Linked DNA regions of Zea mays: region 1 is linked to region 2. A link is a contact called in public Hi-C data. All regions are on one chromosome and are shown on one strand. Each heading gives the region's core, a stretch centred on a gene start, on an enhancer-like site or on the middle of the called end of the contact. The rest is flanking DNA. Distances are from core to core; before and after follow the strand shown. Region 1 holds the start of LOC100278869. Region 2 has its middle 16 kb from the start of LOC100281119.

What was found. A called contact is a pair of places that touch in the nucleus more often than the background predicts.
Region 1: a contact with region 2 is called in a Hi-C map of ear, with 2.8 times the contacts expected there. The contact joins the promoter of LOC100278869 here to the enhancer-like site in region 2. A contact is called at or near these places in 22 of 25 Hi-C or Micro-C datasets (bundle sheath, ear, endosperm and 6 more) and 3 of 3 datasets of contacts at active chromatin or transcription factors (leaf, seedling and shoot).

Annotation. Positions count from the first base shown.
Region 1 is chr1:259,398,608-259,402,306 of Zm-B73-REFERENCE-NAM-5.0, reverse strand. LOC100278869 reads right to left here and starts at 1,479. Exons shown (of 7, transcript NM_001152005.2): 1 at 1,071-1,479; 2 at 301-414. The coding sequence starts at 1,373.
Region 2 is chr1:259,351,858-259,355,259 of Zm-B73-REFERENCE-NAM-5.0, reverse strand. No RefSeq gene overlaps it. Among protein-coding and RNA genes, the nearest start is that of LOC100281119, 16 kb to the right of the region's middle. Within about 2 kb of position 1,954, at least 15 of the 20 cell types and tissues checked have an H3K27ac peak or open chromatin away from gene starts, as enhancers often do. A contact at or near this core is called in bundle sheath, ear, leaf and 4 more, where this site is marked.

The sequences.
Region 1 (3,699 bases), core at 230-2,729, 48 kb before region 2:
TGCGTCCACTAGAACCCGGCAGTAAAACAAAACAGTGCCGTACTGCCTTGGATTATCTCCCCCCTGAATCCCTGATTACTCTAGCAACGCAGTTAAAACACCTAATCTAACGGCGACAGCGTTGAAACAGCTAATGTAATGGCGTCTAGCTAGTACGGCTCACTCAACAGCGGCAAGTGAGCCAAACAAGTACCGCGTAAGAAACTGCAGGTTACTGCCAGACAAAAAAATTGCAGAGAAGCTGTACGTGCGACAAGTAGTATCCCCGAGGCACGTGAAGGTGGCGAGGCAAGAACTGACCTTTGCGTCATCGATCTCCGGCGAGACCGGCGGGCTGTCGGAGAGAGAGCCGCCGCCGTTGAGTGGGCCGCTGCTGTGCGAGAGCCGGCCGGAGGTGAGCGGCGCCACTTCCTGCTGCAGGGTTGGAACGCACAGCAAGAGTGCGTGGTTCAGACATCAGGAACCGGGATTCAGAGAGAGGTGCAGTAAGGTTAGCAGGAACACACAAAAAAAACACAACTGAAATCAAGTTTCTCGGAGGGAAAAGGCATGCTTGTCGCGCGAGGAATTGATGGTGCTTAATGGAAGAGCCGAGCCTTGACCATTAATGGCGGCTAAGCTGCGTAGTTCACTTAAGTAGAAAGAAAGGTGGGGATTATATCTGGGTGTTCCGGACATGGCAGGAGAACAAATCTCTCGTTTGGCAGCTTCTCCTTGTCCCAACCCGAGGTCAGAGTGAAACCAGTAGGAGAGCTGGCTGATTTGGCAAAAAACTGTACAGGCAGATGATGAAATCGAGCGGTTTCTACACAAACGATGGAGCCAACCAAGTAAAATGCAGCCAGGCAACAAAAAGATCCCGAATCGGCAAATAAAAAACGACCAAAGCACACTGTTTTTTATTTAATGGCGCACTGGTGTTGGTGTTGCCAACAGATTCGGCTTCTCTTTCTTTTTTTTTAAAAAAAAAGAAGAAACTAGTAAGTGCGATTTTGAGGAGGACGAAAGAAAAAAAAAGCGAGATGGATCGGAGTAGAGGGAGAAGGAACAGGTCGGGTCGAGGCTCTCACGGACTGCGCGAGGATCCGCTCCATGATGAGCTGCGACGTGGCCGCGGAGGCGAAGGAGAAGGAGCTCCCGGAGGCGGCGGCGGCGGCGGCGACCCCGTCGTCAAACTCGCACGAGGGGTCCTCCGCGATGGGGCTGGCCGCGAGCGCGTGCGCGGCCGGCGGCGGCGTCGGCGGCGGTGGCGCGAACGCGCGCCCCGAGGCGCTCCAGGAGCGGGAGAGGAACTCGAGCGGGTCGAGCGGCGGCTCCGGCGGCCGCAGCTCGCCGGCGGCGACGGTGGACGTGCGGGCCCGGGGATCGCCCATGCGCGCGGGGGTCGGGGAGTTACGGAGTGTGATGCGAGTGAGTGAGCGGGCGCGTTACCAGTGATCGATGGCCCAAATGCCAGTTCAGAGAGAGAGAGAGAGAGAGTGGGGCGGGTGGTTAAGCCCTCCGCTGCCTTTATAGCCTTGGTTCGTCTCGTCGTCCGTCCAGGCCTCACTTGCTCTACGGGCCCTTTTTTCACTTCTTTTATGTAACTTTTCTACGAGTCGTGCAACGAAGCATGTGTTACGGTTAGCAATGGGGAAAAGGACGTGTACTACTCCTGTGTCATCTATTATGCTGGTCAACACAGTACGAGTACGTTGATTTTATTTTAATTTTCATCACTGCTCTAAGGACTTATTTGGAGAGAAGGAATACAATACAAAACTGATAAAAAGGGGGGAAATAGAAAACGAGTGTAGGTAAAAAAAAGTGACGATTGAAACATAGGATGCTACTTGTTCACTCATGAATCTTGTAGAAATTGGTGTTTGGAACATAGGAATATAACCATATGGTGATTCCTTCATTCGAGTGAATAAGCACTTGTTCATCCCTTCATTTAAACGTGTGGCAACTTTCCAAGAGCATAAAGTAGATGTTTTAGGGCCTGTTTGGTTCGTGGCTAACTATGCCACACTTTGCCTAAGGTTAGTCGTTCGAATTGAAGAACTAACCTTAGGCAGAAAAGTTAGGCAAAGTGTGGCAACTGAGGCTACGATCCAAACATACCCTTACTCCTCCATTTTATACACGAAAGGAAAACTATGTTCTTCCGTTCTAATAAACACAAGTGATGTAAACCAAACATAGGAATTGGATTTCTTTCAAACTGCTACGGAAAACCTACAATGCAAACAATCCCGACAGCTAGTACTACAAAAAATACTCCAATCCAGCTATAATGTAAAATTCTAAATTATGGCGATTATCTTATAATCGAATCTTCAGTGATACTACTTGAGACGGTTTCCAACGCTGTCCTGGAATCGTGTTCTACCCCACGTCCGATGTGGTTTGGGGTTGAAACTCTACAACTGCTCCCCACCGACTTCATATATAGTGGGGAGTATTGTTCATCTCTATATATTAATTATGTCATTTACTTATTTATTTGCTATGTTGACCATGTTTAGTCTTTATAACCCGATAATAATGTGTATTAGGATACTACATGTTATATGCTTTTTAAAATTTTAAAACTGATCACAGAATATTAAACAAATGAGTTATATTGTATAAGGGAAACGATTAGACATGCATAGTATGTAGGTGTATCTTTTTTTAAAAAAAGTTGGAGTTGGTCTTAGATTGGATGTAAATCTCTACTACTTATTAAGGCTGCAAGAGTAGTCGGTCATTCCGTGTTCTGCCACCATTCCTGTTTTGTTCTGTCATTCTCATTCCCCCCTCCCTGCAAAGCCTATTCCTATTCTCATTCCTCCGTACAACTCACGTCTAGCTAAAATTAAAAAAACACACATGTCCTCAAGGGGATTTGAACCCGTGACCTCTCAAGCAAAGGCCAAGAGTAGCTACCGCTACACCACATGTGTGTTTATGTCTATATTTATGACAGGAAACACATCTACTACATCTCTCACCAAGCTCACTTACTACCCTTGCACAATGCATAGTAGTAAATAAGTATCACCGAGATTCTTGAATTATATTTTTGGATGGAGGTAATATTATTTAAAGAAGAGCTTTACATGCAATTTCTTTTATTTGAATAATGTTTTATTCTTAAATTCCCTTTTTACATGCGTGATATTTTTTCTTCGTAATATTTTTTCCATGGATCAGACTTGTGAGTCATTTTCATAAACCAACGCCAAGCATGAATCCATGTTCTTACATTAAACCCCGAACAAACATCATGAGCAGGAGGCACTCACGTTGGCGTCGCTCATCGATGACGAGAAGAAGTTTGGCGACTGTCAGTTCGACCTCTAGAAGGAGTCCTACATGGTCGCATGCGCCGCTGTGTACGACAAGCTCCCGCGAAGCCGCCGCTTGGACGCGGTACAGAGCAGCTGCACCGCGTTGTCCATCGTTAAGCAAGGGGCTTCATGGTTGTAGGCAACGTCAACGACTCTCAGGTTGTTCTAGACACCGCATCCGACGACGACGCCATCACGCCGTCCAGCTCATCGTCCACCTGAAGCCCAGCCTGCCACGTAAGTCGCTACTGACCGGACATGAATTCTTGTACGCTGAGATGATGGACGTTGCTGACGTTGTGTGAGTATCCTCGAACATGATGTATGTTAGTGGAGTAGCGTATCCAGTGGTGCAACAGCCAGGGGTACTACCTCGCCGATG
Region 2 (3,402 bases), core at 705-3,204:
CTTAGCTGGCCAGGCTACACAGCAACCGGTAAAGAGATCCGGACACACCTGACAGACGGCCGACAACCTTGCCTAGCGAGGCGAGACGATTGGCCCCACTCTCATCGCGTCGCACGTGAGAGCTAAACAACTCGTCCGCACTGTCTCACGCACAAACAAACCAGCTAGCCTGCTATGCTCCTCGTATATGTTGTTAAGTCTGACTCGCGAAACGGCTAGCAACGTAGTAGCCGTGCGTGCACCTGCTTGCTTGCGAACTGCAGTCTGCAACGCGTTGCTCCTTCCAGCATCTCAGCAGCAGCGTAGGTCTCCTTTCTGCCGCGCGAATGCGCGATCGATCTCTCGTGTGCACGCATTGTATTGTACGCGCGCGCACGGTGACGAGCCTGGTCATCTGTACGTACTAGGGGGGTACGTTTCTTGGACACTGTTCGTGAGACTCTACTGTATCAAGGTCAACCCAGGCTTGACTAGTGTACCTACCTACTACTACTCCCACTTGCAACAGGCAACAGCCATCCCCCGGCCGCCCCGGTCATCTAGCTCTCACTGGCAGAAAATGGGCGCACTGGATCGACGGAATGGAACCATACGAGAGGTCAATTCATGCACAACGTAACGTACGAGAAATCATATTTTTCTTCTTCTTCTGCCTATAGATAGATATACAAGAGGTGCGACCGATGGCAACGTACGCAACACTTTTTGGGTGGTGTTTGGTTCACCAAATATAACGTAAATGATAATAATTTCACACACCGGCGGCAACAAGTTTCAATAGATCGGTATCAATTTCTAATGTGATATCTAACAACGATTGAATTTAAACAAATATGATTTAACGTTGTCAGTGAACCTTTAAGTTACAAATATGTGAACTAAATGTCAACTTGGTTGCATCTTCCCATGCAAGTTCTGGTATCGAAAATAGATTAGATGGATGGCAAAAAAACAAAACAAAAAAAAAGGCATTGAAGATGACGGACGGAGTATAACTGCTTGGATGCACGGTCATGGTGAAGGTGTGACATATCAGGGCTCTCTGGACCATGGCTGCTGCACTGCATTCAGTAGATCTGGACCGTACGCATGCCTTGCCTGCCGGAAGGCCGAAGAAGCAGAGGGACCGGATCGAAACGTCGAAGAAGCACACGCATTGATTGTAAGACGCATGCATGGGGGCCATGCCACGTACAGAGCGTCAGTAACAACAGTAGTGACCAGCAGTGCGTACTTGTTTAATTTTTTGTTGTTGTTGTTGTGCTGCACGGTTGCTGACTTTGCACGATAGAAGGGGAGAAACACGCAGTGCAGTGCAGTGCAGGCCGTCCTGGTAGTGGTCGTCGTCGCAGCACGCACGCCTTGCGTGCACAGGACAGGAACTAAGCAGGTGCGAGGGCGGGCGCTACCGACATGCATGCAGACGACTTCTTCTTCTACTACTGCTGCTGCGAGTGCATATGCTGCGCAGTAGTGCACCGGCACCGGCAGCAGCAGCAGCCAAGGATTCACTACTACTGTGAATATGTGATTAGGGACGGACGAGGTTTCACTACTGCGTGCGCGTGGTGTAGCTATTGCGGCATGTGAGTGCATTCATTGCATGTTTCCACTGTCAGGCCCCGCCGCGTCGAGTGGAAACCAGCGCCCAGCCCAACGATGATGTGATTCTCCGTCTCCATCTGCAGCAGACGGACGGCCACACCGCTCTCTATCGGCCCTTCTTGTTTCCGAACTGTGGTGGATGGAGGCCCTCCGGCGGAGGCACGCACAGCCGTGGACTGGAGAGGGCGTCCACGTCCACGTCCACCACCAACCGGTCGTATCGACCCGGCCCACCGTGCGGACCGCGACGGTCGACGGCGACACTAGCACGGCGTACGTGTCGCCGTCCACGCACCGGCCGGGGGAGGGGCGGGCACGCATCAGCCAGCCAGCACAATGATTCCCTGCAGTTCCGCCCCTGATCTCGGCTCTTTCTTCAACCCCCCACACGCGCGCCCGCGGGCGCCGGAGCCGTGCAGTACCAGGGACCCCCGGTCGCCGTCGAGCCTCCCACTAGTGCCCCACTCCCACTAGTAGATATGACGGGTGGGCATTGTGGCGGTGGCCCCTCCTCTCCCCTCCCTCCTCGTTCGGCCCAGCAAGAGCCTTACTACACGTCGGGTGAGAAAGATACATGGGAAACGAGAAGACAGCCATGGTGCTGCTGGTGCTGCCTCTCAAATCATGGCGTCCAACCTTGGCATCCTTATCTCACCATCAAGGCCGGCACTCGCCACTTGCACCGCACTGTCTCCATTACTCCGCACCATGCATGCATGCGCCAGTGGATCGAGTTTAGCGTGTGCTGGACTGCTGGTCTCTGGTGTATGATTGACTGATAACAGCTTGTTCAGAATATTCCCTCACACATACATTACGCACTGCTGCTGCTCGCGCGTGTGCTCTCTAGTCTTGAATAAATCTACTCTTCGTCTGCTGATAGCGTTCAGTTTTTGATCACTGAGACCGCCGCCGGCATCCAATGTGATGCTGCTGAACTCATCGGTTGGGGCCACTGCATGCGTAAAGTTAATGTATTTGTCTTCACTTGAATTTCTCGGACCAGTGCATGCATGCACCAGAAATATCAGCAGTAGTTCTTCATATAGGATTGGATGGGGGCATGGGGCCAGTGGCGACACACGTGATCAGCCGATCGCTGTTTTATACCACTAAACCGTACGTATTTTATCTCTGAAATAAGAAAAACATGACCTATACGTATTTTAGAATAAATTAAGAGCAGTACCATGTAGTGGTAAGTCGAAAGCTTACTAATTAATATGCTCAGACCCATGATGTTATCCGGCACGTGCAATCCCAATCCATATCCATTTAATCTTAGCCGATCCAGGTTGGTCATGATGGTCGAGCACTGTTTAGCTTAGTGTAATACTAACGTACAATTGCTCGTAGTAGTACTAGTGAAGGGGCACACAGTGTACATAGTACGTCGGTTTCCATCACCTGCCGGCCGGTGCGTGCATTTGAATTCATCTGCGGTGCGCTAATGATTGGCAATAGACATACTAGTAATAGAGTCGTCAGGGTCAGTGTATGTAGGCCACGGTCTTAATTAGTAGTAATCCTGTCCACGCGCGACGCGCGAAGCAACCCGATCTTTTGGTAGGAGTACGTGCGTGTAGTGACACTGACAGGCTTTAAATGGCACCGTGGGCCGTGGGGAGTGGTAGGTGCGTCGCCAATTGGCGTGCCTGTGTGTGTGTGTGGCTCGCCGTCGATCGTCATCGTCTAAAGACATCGATTCGTGTCGTGCGGCGTGTTTGGACCACGTGCCGCCTAGCTAGTGCATGCCTACCTATGGTGCCGGTGCAGGTGCTGCTAGCTGTACGTTGG